Linked DNA regions of Mus musculus: region 2 is linked to region 1. The links are chromatin contacts, called in public Hi-C maps. All regions are on one chromosome and are shown on one strand. The core of a region is the stretch at or near the end of the contact, and the rest is flanking DNA. Distances in the headings are between cores, read along the strand shown.

What was found. Hi-C and Micro-C count contacts between places; a contact is called where the count stands out from the background.
Region 2: a contact with region 1 is called in a Hi-C map of the HPC-7 cell line, with 4 times the contacts expected there. The contact joins two enhancer-like sites. A contact is called at or near these places in 3 of 39 promoter capture datasets (the HPC-7 cell line, HPC-7-derived erythroid cells and maxillary cranial neural crest), 1 of 15 datasets of contacts at CTCF or cohesin (pro-B cells), 4 of 484 Hi-C or Micro-C datasets (the HPC-7 cell line, bone marrow-derived dendritic cells, bone marrow-derived macrophages and 1 more), 2 of 115 datasets of contacts at active chromatin or transcription factors (CD8 T cells and bone marrow-derived macrophages) and 1 of 9 other capture datasets (adipose tissue).

Annotation. Positions count from the first base shown.
Region 1 is chr1:171,670,517-171,676,091 of GRCm38.p6, forward strand. No RefSeq gene overlaps it. Among named protein-coding and RNA genes, the nearest start is that of n-THatg1, 3.9 kb to the left of the region's middle. Within about 2 kb of position 2,530, at least 40 of the 459 cell types and tissues checked have an H3K27ac peak or open chromatin away from gene starts, as enhancers often do. A contact at or near this core is called in the HPC-7 cell line, where this site is marked.
Region 2 is chr1:171,746,189-171,752,201 of GRCm38.p6, forward strand. No RefSeq gene overlaps it. Among named protein-coding and RNA genes, the nearest start is that of Gm22950, 16 kb to the left of the region's middle. Within about 2 kb of position 1,938, at least 7 of the 459 cell types and tissues checked have an H3K27ac peak or open chromatin away from gene starts, as enhancers often do. A contact at or near this core is called in the HPC-7 cell line, where this site is marked.

The sequences.
Region 1 (5,575 bases), core at 1,280-3,779:
AGGAGCTGTGCTACATGTCTCATCAACATTTTAAACATTCGAAAGATAGTAAAGTATTATTTAATCTGCCTTTGGTAGATGCCATATCCCCCTTACATTTTATGAACATTTCCTTTAAAGGGTAGTTAGATGGTTTACAATTGCTTGACCTGTAGGATTGTAAGATATATCTGTAACATGTTTTATGCTATAATGTGTAAAACATTGCACTCTACTGGATATATATGCCATAAAGCATCATCAGCTTCTATCTACAAAGGCATCTCTAAGATTAAACACTATTTCTAATAAATGTACATACAATCTCAGAATCTTTCTTTTTCAGAACTCAAGGCAGAAGCCCTTTGGGATTCTGAATATGTATCAGTTGTATGATGTATCAAAGTATGTTTGTATTTTAATTTTCCAAACTCTACAAAATGAAATATATATGATATTGTATTTCATTGCTCTAAAGTGCCATCATCACATAGAATCTCTATTCTTTTTTTTTTAATACTTTATATTAGGTATTTTCCTCATTTACATTTCCAATGCTATCCCAAAAGTCCCTCATATCCTCCCACCCATGCCCCTACCCACCCACTCCCACTTTTTAGCCCTGGCATTCCCCTGTACTGGGGCATATAAAGTTTGCAAGTCCAATGGGCCTCTCTTTCCAGTGATGGCCGACTAGGCCATCTTTTGGTACATATGCAGCTAGAGTCAAGAGCTCCGTGGTACTGGTCAGTTCATATTGTTGTTCCACCTATAGGGTTGCAGACCCCTTTAGATCCTTGGGTACTTTCTCTAGCTCCTCCATTGGGGGCCCTGTGATCCATCCAATAGCTGACTGTGAGCATCCACTTCTGTGTTTGCTAGGCCCCGGCATAGTCTCACAAGAGACAGCTATATCTGGGTCCTTTCAGCAAAATCTTGCTAGTGTATGCAATGGTGTCAGCGTTTGGAAGCTGATTATGGGATGGAACCCTGGATATGGCAGGCTCTAGATGGTCCACCCTTTTGACACAGCTCCAAACTTTGTCTCTGTAACTCCTTCCATGGGTGTTCTGTTCCCAATTCTAAGAAGGGGCAAAGTATCCATACTTTGGTCTTCGTTCTTCTTGAGTTTCATGTGTTTAGCAAATTGTATCTTATATCTTGGATATCCTAAGTTTCTGGGCTAATATCCACTTATCAGTGAGTACATATTGTGTGAGTTCCTTTGTGATTGAGTTACCTCACTCAGGATGATGCCCTCCAGGTCCATCCATTTGCCTAGAAATTTCATAAATTCATTCTTTTTAATAGCTGAGTAGTACTCCATTGTGTAAATGTACCACATTTTCTGTATCCAGTCCTCTGTTGAGGGGCATCTGGGTTCTTTCCAGCTTCTGGCTATTATAAATAAGGCTGCTATGAACATAGTGGAGCATGTGTCCTTCTTACCGATTGGAACATCTTCTGGATATATGCCCAGGAGAGGTGTTACAGGATCCTTCAATAGTACTATATCCAGTTTTCTGAGGAACCACCAGACTGCTTTCCAGAGTGGTTGTACAAGCTTGCAATCCCACCAACAATGGAGGAGTGTTCCTCTTTCTCCACATCCTCGCCAGCATCTGCTGTCATCTGAATTTTTGATCTTAGCCATTCTGACTGGTGTGAGGTGGAATCTCAGGGTTGTTTTGATTTGCATTTCCCTGATGATTAAGGATGTTGAACATTTTTTCAGGTGCTTCTCAGCCATTCGGTATTCCTCAGGTGAGAATTCTTTGTTTAGCTCTGAGCCCCATTTTTTAAATGGGGTTATTTGATTTTCTGGAGTCCACCTTCTTGAATTCTTTATACATATTGGATATTAGTCCCCTATCTGATTTAGGATAGGTAAAGATCCTTTCCCAATCTGTTGGTGGCCTTTTTGTCTTATTGACGGTGTCTTTTGCCTTGCAGAAGCTTTGCAATTTTATTAGGCCCCATTTGTAGATTCTCGATCTTACAGCACAAGCCATTGCTGTTCTATTCAGGAATTTTTCCCCTGTACCCATATCTTCGAGGGTTTTCCCTACTTTCTCCTCAATAAGTTTCAGTGTATCTCTATTCTTAACCCAGTGTATTGCATCTCTATAGGTTGCCATTCTGCAATTTTATCACAAGGTGGTGCCATGGGTTTTAGATTGAATTCCTCTGAAGATTGTTTTGATCTTTCTTAAAGAGGATATATGAAATTGCAGCCATTACTGCACATCTAATTATTTCTATGCTGATAATTGAAACAAAATTATACAAGGTCCAAATGCCCTCTGAGTTTTTTTTTTAAACATAGAAAAAAAATATATTTTAAACTCTGCAACTCTCTCCTTTCTTTGGAGACTTTATTATTTAAGCTTGCTATTTGTTTCTCTTTTACTATTTTCAAACTTAAACATTTACCTCTGCATCCACACTTACATAAACTCTTACTTTTGGTCATTGCTAGTTTCTGTACAGGTTTAGAGGCTCCTCTGTGATCTCGACTTCCTGATCTTGGCTTCCTGCGTTCACTCAGTCCTCAGCAGCAGATGTTGCAAGCCTCTGATTCAGGGTTGTCTTCAGTGGTGGCTTCTGCCACATCCATCAACTTTGTGCTTTGTCCAGCTCTGAGCTACCTTTCTGCAAGACATGAGCATTAAGGCCTCCCTCTGCACTGGTCCTCATAAGCCCTGCTTGCCTGCAGGTGCTGCTGGCTTGCAGGTCAGCTGGATCTCAGCTGCTCTGAGCCTTCTGTCACCTTCTGCTCATTGGTTTGCTAGGTTGCTAGGAAACCGTGTCCCAGGCTTCCATGCTGGGCTTGGCCTAAAGCCTAGTCTGCCTAAGTTTAGATTTCTAGCCCTACATTTGGTGAGCCGAATACTGTTAGACCACCTCAACTCGCCAGCTCCCAATAATGACTTTTTACTAGTTATAAAAGCTGAGGCCTTTTATCTGTTTTTTATGCAATGCAAATATTTACTCTTAATTCACATTGTCAAAATTTTTCAAGAAACAATCACAAAGGTTTATTTTAAATGTGCTTTGTATCTTTGGCTTGTTCTCGACTAGCTTGTATAACTTAGTAACTCCACAGGTAGTCACTATGTCTGACTTTCTCCATGTCTGGCTGGAGCATTTCCCAGGCCTGATTCTTTCCCAGAGTTCCTATCTATACTCTGAAGTTTCACTTTTCTTCTCCTGTCCTGTTATAGACCATCAGATCTTTATTAAACCAATCAGAAGATGATGGAGAAAATGTTTACGAAATCTTTAGGCAGGTGTGATGATCCAATAAAAATAACAATACCAAGGTCAGGCCTGTAAACAGCTCTGCGGGTAGGTAAACCAATATTTGAATAATACAAGGGTAACCTTTACACAGTGCACAAAAAGATTAACCCAACTGAGGAGGAGAGAGGAGGAAGGGAAGAAGGGTAGAGACAAGAGCAGAGTGGGACAAAGGTGGCCTGCTAAATTGACTTTGGTATTAAAGGAGGAATCTGTGTAAATGAAAGAGCTGGATGAAAATCCAGTACATGAACACTGTCTGGTCTGTTTGCTTGGTTTAGTTTTGAGCCTCTCAGCATCCCTTCCTAGGTGTTTAGAAGTCCATCTCATCCCTGGGCATTTTTGTAAACTCAGGTTTCAGGTATTGGCACACAGATGGGTGGTGTTTTTCTCTGGGATTTTCTTTGGAAAACTGCATTGCAGATCCTGGTTAGGTCTTGGTATTGTTTCCAGGTAGAGTCTAAGACACTGGTCATACCTCTGAACAATTCTTTAGGAGTTTCTTTGTGAGCGCTGGTCCCTGTGTGATCTTTCTAATGTTTAGGGAACTGTTAGGAGTGTGTAGGAAGATTACTTACAACCTCTGCCTCCCCAGAGTTCAGCCTGCTGGATGCTGTGTAGCTCTGAGTCAAGGTTTTGACCCCACCATCTAGCTATGTTCTGTAAGTAGTTCCATAACACTGGCCCTTGGTTTCCCAAGAGTGTGGTCCACAGAACATCCTAGGCTGTCAAGTCACCAACGAAGCAGGGACCTTTGTAAAATGGTATCTGCTCTATGAAGTGCCAAGTGCTGAATGCTGAGTACTGAACACCAGTTCCTAGAAAAGGAAGGACTTTTCAGTATCTTCTGTTGGTGCTATGACTGCACCAGATCCAACCCCCTTTCTTATCTTTAAAATGTCTGTAACTGACAGCACTGTGCAGATTTCCTGAGCCTCTCTGGCTCCAGTGATCTGCTATTGGTGTCACTCTCAATGTAGGTGCAGAGCTTCCTCCTACATCCTCCCCAACCCACCAACAAACCCACCCCATCCTGCCAGGAAACCCACCCCATCCCACCAACTAGGACACACTCTGAGCCTCTCTGAGAAATGTTTTGTCTTACTCTTAACTTTGGGGGTTTCTTGCTTGGTTTTGAAGCAAGGTCTCGGGTAGCTCAAACTAGCTTTTAACTTGCTATCTAGTGTGTGGAACAGGGTGATGACCTTTAAACTTCTAAGTCTTCCGACTTCTACGAGTAAGCATGTCCCACTACACCTGATGTATGCAGTTCTGGAGATCTACTGCGTGCTAGGCCAGTGCCCTACCCACTGCGATATATCTATAACTCTGGAGCTAAGTTTTCTCTTCCATAAAACGAGAATGGGGTTTATGGGTGTCCTCATTGGGATGTTTGGGTTGGAACAAGATCATGCAGATAAAAGTTCTGGCAACTATCTGCCTTAATGGATACATGTGATGGCTATTCTTGGTTATCACTTGGCTATGTCTGGAATTAACTAAAATCCAAAAATGGAGGGCATATCTGTGAGGGATTTTTTTTCTTAATTTGAAGTAGGAAGATCTTCTAATCCATATCTTTGATGTGGGAAGACACTTGCCTTTGATCTGGATCTTAAAGCAGGAAGATCCACCTTTAATCTGGGTCACACCTTCTATTGTCTGCCCATATAAGGACATGCAGAAGGACACTTTTGCTCTTTGCTTGGTTGCTTTCACCCTCACTTGCAAATCTACTCCTTCATTGGCATTAGAGCCCACTTCTACAGGATTCCAGTGTCTAGTGAAGACTCACTGTGACATCTAGCCTTGTAAATTGGGAAACTTCTGGATTCTTAGACTTTCTGTTCATAGCCAGCCATTATTGGATTAGCTGGACCACAGCCTATAAGTCATTCTAATAAATCTCATATATATGTATGAACATATATTATTAATATGAGTATATATTCATTCTGTAAGCTCTGTTAATCTAAAGAACCTTGACCAATATAATACTCAAAAACTCTATCATTATCATGACCTTGTTACAAGCAGATAGTAGTGGAGAAGGCCCACCAAGAGCAGGTACTACAGCTTCTGTTTAAATTCACACGATGAGGTCAGTCTTCTTGAACAAAGTCACAGAAGAGGTTTCTGTAGCCTTCTCTGTAGGCATATCTTGGCCCTAGGGAGTTAGACACCTGCGGTTCTAGGCCATAGTTAGCTGATTCACCCCTGTGTAAGCTGCTGATCCTTTCTGTGTAGCTTCTCTCAGGCTTGGTATTACAGTTTTTTTTAGACTTGAAGAGGCACC
Region 2 (6,013 bases), core at 688-3,187, 75 kb after region 1:
ACAGATGAGTTTTTCGTTGATTTAGTCAAGAAAAGTCCAGGCATGATGGCATGAGTCTGTGAACTCAGCTGTTCAAGAGGTGCAGACAAAAGAATTCCAGGTGCCACCTGGATAACATGGGAAGATTCTTCCTCTGTAGGGAGAGGAACTTGGGGACTGGAACGAGGAGAGGAAAGAGGAGAGGGAAAGGAAACAGAGCGTTCCAGAATAGTATGCTAGCAGGGTTGTCTGGAATGTACACATAGAATGCTTAAAGTGGAGCAATGGCTTTCTGCATGCTGGAGCGGCTGAGAACCCATGAGGCTGTCCCAGCCTCTTATTGATGTCCTGGATTGTCCTAGTTGTCTGTCTGTATTGGAAGACTGAAGAAGCTGGAGTCAGGTGTTAGTGGAGGACAGTGAAAGCAACTAGGAGAATAGACACAAGCAGGAAGCCGTGCTAGGCCAATCAGCATGCACCAGGATATTTTATTGAATCACCCACTAAACGGTCCCATCCACTCCAGGCAAGTGTCTTTTTGTGAGTGTTACAGCTCTGAGGGGAAAGGTTTCCCCAATGCAAGTCTTATAGCTCTGAAGGGAAAGTTGTCCTGGAAGGTGGGAGTCAAGGAACACCACCAAGTCACATTGCACAACAAACCTCATGCAAGAAACTTACTGGGAAAGACAATGGCTGCCTCTGCTCCTTTGAGAAGCAGGAGGGAACTGAGCTGGAGGCAGGCTTTATACAGGGTTTCTTGGCAGCAGTTTTCCAGGATAAGGATTTCCAGGATTGGTGGGGTTTCAAGTCCTGAGCTTGGGGTGAGCCCAGGAATTGGTGGGATTTCAAGATCAGGGATTGGTGGGATTTTGAACTCGGGATTTGGTGGGTTTTCAAACCTGGACATAAGCTCAGACGTTTTTTTTTTTTTACCCTACACTTTTTCTTTCAGTTTTTAATTCCTGAAAACGCCCCAGATATTGGCCCCAAGGGTTGGTTGATTCTGGAATCCCATCAAGATGACAGTCAAGATTAACCACTACAATTAGCAAATAGACCAGGGCTATAAACTGGTGGTGTTGTAGTTCTGTCCATCTCTTTACCTTCTAAAGAGCAGGAGCACCTCTCTTAGCCTTGCTATCTCTGACGAAGAACAGGGACATGGAGCAGAAGGACCTTTCTAAAGCAGAAGTTTACTGACCACACCGTCATGCTCCTTAGAGCGCCCAAGCTTCCGACAACACCTTGCATGACTTGGTTTCTGTGGATTTCTCCTTTCTCATTTCTAGCTTAACCCTCCCGCCCCCCTTCCCCAGCTCTTCACCAAATGCTGCAACTTTTCTGCATTTGCAACTCCTCAGAAATACCCTGCGCCTTTGTTCAAACTTTTGCACTTCTTGGAACCCGCCTCCTCCTCATTGATCCAATAAACTCTTACTCATTTGTTAAGACTCAAAGCAATTGTTCTCCAAAGCCAAGATACATTTCTGAGAAGAGACTCACTTTCCCTCACACATTGACCCTTTAGACCTATGATGTGACAGAGAGGAGTGTTGTAGAGAAGCTTGGGAAATCAACAGGGAAGCCCACAAAATTTACATTTCTCTATGCTTTCTTCCATCTTGGAAAACCATCACAGAGAAGTGGCTTTCCCGAGGCCTCTTGATTAGTTAGCGGCAGAGTTGACACTGTAGGTCCAGGATAACGCCTGCCTTTACTGATGCAACATTGGGCATCCCCTGCCAATCAGAAGAATCTCCTGAATTCTCTTAGATCCTAGAACTTTCCAGGCCTTGAGAGGATGACAAGACAGGCAGGTTCACTGGCTTCTAGAGAAAGCACCAGCAACGGTTCTTTGATCTCCAGGTTTATACCTAATGCTTGGAATGGTACCAGAAACCTCTAGAGGTTGCATACCATAGACTCTATGCCATAGAAGATGAGGCATGGGCTCTGGAGTCAGACAATTTGGGGTTTATGTTCCAAAATTACCATTTACTAATTGTAGAACTCTAGGAAGAATGAACATTCCTTGTGTGAAAAATATGTAGATGATCTTTCTATGGGTATCAAGGGAGAAAATTGCACTCAATCATGCCACACAAGGTCAAGCATACAGTGAGGGCTTAACTAGTGTGTTATCTTCTTCTGTTCCAGACTGCTACTTTCCTTCTTCCTCATTTAGGACTTTAAAGTGTCTAACTCAAGATAAGAGCTCTTAGTTCAAGTTCCTTCAAGTGTAAAATAAGATAATTGATTACATGATTTCAATACCCAAATATTTTAATGTTTGCTTTCATTCGTCTTCTCAATTGAATCAGAGGATTTAGCACAAAATCTTCCCATGGTTGTGACCTGAGCAACAGGTTTTGCTTAGAGGAAGTGGAGGGGGGTAAAATGCAAATGTTGGTGGCTAAATTGGATTTCCCTGGGTCTGATGACTTCCAAGATGCCTCTAAAATATAATTTCAGTGATGATGTTTATAGAAGGGATCAACCTTACCCCCAAATAATAAGTAGAATTAGTATGTTCAACAAACACATTTAGCAACATTGTATCTCATTCACTGTTACATCGGGAAGCATAAAGATAAATAGAAAAAAGGAGAGAGAAAGAAAAAAAAAAAGGAACTTAACCAGGAGTTGGGTGCACTGACTTCAACCCAAGAGATCTGGTTTCTGGTCACATCTTTGTAAAAACTCACTTCATGGTAAGTCCCTTAAAGGTGTTAGCCTTTAAGTCGAGCTTTTCTCAGAGTGAGGTGAGAGAGCTAAAATAGGTGACTTCTAAGATTGTTTTAATTTTGAGTTTTGTTTCTAGATTATTCTCTTACAGTCGGTATATGTACTCAAATATTTCCTGGAATCTTCCATTTAGATGAACTGTAAATATTTCAACCAAACATTTCTCAAACTGACAACTCACCTTATGTTCCTTGCTCCCAATTATGCCCCAAAGTTTTTTCTACTTCTAGGTTTGCAGGAGACTAAACCTCACAGCTAAATGTCATAGTGTCCCTCATGTCCAGCATTCAAATAGACATCAAATTCTGCTGTCAGGTCCAAAAGAATCTTCAATTCCACAAACTCCTAGAGGCAGTCCAACTATCTGGACATGAACTGAACCCGTACTAGGAGGATTTCTGATAGTTAAATAAAAGCCACCATTCCTCAGGATCTTTCAAAGCTTGTTCCCATCAGCCAAAAGAAAGAGTCATTTCCCTTACCTCTGGCAAAAGGGACACGTGGTTCTTTAATTAACATATACTGTTAGCGTCTATCAGAATATGAAGGTCCATGCTGGCTTCCAGGATCCCCCAGTCCTTACTCACAAGCATTTGTTATACATTTCAAAGCCCCCACACTAGTGTTCTGACCTTCCCCTCCTCCAGCTACTCATTCTGCTTACAACCTTGCTATTTTCACTGTTTTCTGTATGTTCTGCTCCTGCTTCTCTCACGATGCTCTCTATTCTCTATGCTCTCTCTATTCTCTATGCTCCCTCTATCCTCTATGCTCTCTCTACTCTATCCCCTACTCTTCCTCCCTCTCTTGTAGATAGCCCTGGCAATGTCCAGTCTGCTGGCCATGTTCATGCTATTTCTTTCTCTTTCTGCTCTGCTCTCTTCTATCTGCATCTGGATATTTTCTCCCTTTTATATACAATAAAAGCTTTTGCCTTAACCATACCATGGAGAGGTTGTGTCTGCCGTTTCTCTACTGTGCTTCCCTGTGTACACCTGCCAAGTCTACATACTAAGTGGCTCTGGTGGACAGCTTCTCCCCTCCAATGGGCACTTTTTGAGTTAGGTCTTTAATTCTTCCAGTATAGATAATAGGAAACCATTATTTCTCCCAGATTTTAATTTTAAGTAAATCTGATCACTGTGCCAAAATAATTTTTCTAAAGCAACATCAGGTCCAAAGAAAACTCCACTACCCCAAGTTCTGGTGGTTAAACAAAAGTCAACATTCCTCAGAAACTTGTGAAGCCTGGGCCCCTCTAACGAAGGATCCCACTCCCTTACCATTGGTAGAGGGGATGAATGGCTATCAGTGGTGCCTCTTAGTGTAACAAAGCACATGCTGGCTTCCAGGCTCCTGTAGCATCACAAATACTTACTTCTTCTCACCTCATCCCCATGCTATAAACTTCTCCAGCTCAGAAGCACTGAGCCTCCCACCCCTACCCCAGCTATTCACTTTTCCTTATGACCTTGCTATTTTAATTGTCCTCTTTTGTTCCTCTCTTGAGAGTTTTGATATGGTGTGGAAAAAAAAAAGAAAAAAAAAAGAAAACACTCTGCTTGCCATGAATCCACCAAAAACAAAGTCAAGGAAACTAGCAATCAAATGATATATTACATACGCTGTTGGTTTAATACCCCTACCCTCAAATTATGTGAGATATCTTCGGACAGGCTTTTAAACACTAGACTCTGAAATGGAGATTTGTTCCTAAATGAAATGAGAACTGTTCTAAGGTATGCTTAAGGAGAAGATGTGATTGAAGAAAACAGCCAGAGGCCTCTGAAAGAGTCCAGCGCATGGAGAGAAAATGTCACAGTGAACATGGCTAGCAGACTGGACCAGGCCAAGAGAAGAGAGAGGGAGGAGTGGGAAAATGGGGGAGGGGAGCAACAGACCAAGAGAGCAAAGGAGACCAAGAGCTAAGAACACTCACAGCTGAAATGTCTTGGTTACATAGGAATGAGAAGCTGGGGAAAGGGAAGCGTCCGGGCTGGAGAGGTTTGGGGTATGGGGCAGGGTGAGGAGAACTGAGAGGAGATGTCATCATCTTAGACTCTGAATCAGGTACTTCCTTCCTATACCAAGAGAGCCTGAGGCCAGCGAGATGTACGTTAATAGGCATCACAGTTAACCATTTGTCCAGGGGTTTCTTTTGGACATGTCAGTTTGCAGAGAGTTTATTGGGGGATTGCTGGAAAACAGGAAAATTGCCTGTGAGGTAAGATGGAAGTCCTGAGCAGAAGTGGAATTTTGGATTCAGTTGCAGCAAAGGTTTTTGTTCACTTCCAGAAGTCTGACTTTTCATGTCTGCTCCAACTCAAGGGGACTGGACTTCTACATTGATTTATCTGCCAACTGACCGGTTTCTAGACATGGGTTGATTGCAGTAAAGAACTACTTGGAGGCATCTGGAGAAGAACTCAGCTGAAACACTAATACTCACAGCATTTGGGAACAATTACTTTGGTCCTGAGTGGGGTTCAGAGCACCTTCTACATGACATAGCATGTGCAGCATTGCACTGTTTTATAGATAAAAAAGCAATCTCCACAGCACTATGACTTACCCTGGCTCACACAAGGCCCTGTGCTTCTAATTTATAGTTGTCTGCATGGTTTGTTGGCTCCCTTTATCCCTAAAATTGAGACTTTAATAGTGTAAAATTTTCATTACAATGAGCACAAACTTGGACCTTCTCTTACTTTGAGTGACAGGGTACATTTTCACATACATTAATCATCTGAGGAAGAATTAAAGCTATATCAAAGACCCCAAGCAAGGATTCTAGAAAACAGACAATAAATGTAGCAGGATCTGTGGGGACCCAGGGCAAAGAGAACAGGACTATGTGTATGGCCCAAGATGTCTTTGTAAAACACAATCAACTAGGCATCAACTCCACTCTTTGGCCAGTGGCAAAATAATGCCTGGGAGGTTTTTCAAAGAATTAGGTTAGGCAAAGAAGAAGGAAGAGGTGAGAGACAGCTTAAAGTGAATATCAAGTACTTCCTAAAAAGCTAGGATAGATTAAAAGAAGTCAAAAGATCTCCACTGATAAGTAGATTAGGACGTAAGGCCCAGAGTCCAGAAAGGGCTGTCTTAGAACAAGTCCATGGAGTCACAGCTCTTTTCTTACTCTGGACTCCTTATCTGGCCTTCTCATCCCTAGATATCAAAGGCCCTGATAATGCTTTTACTAAGCATTATGTAGCCTAGGCCAGTTTGGTAGGAGGTGAAGGAGTTTGTATCAAAATGCTGACTCTGTTGTTTATTTATTGTATGA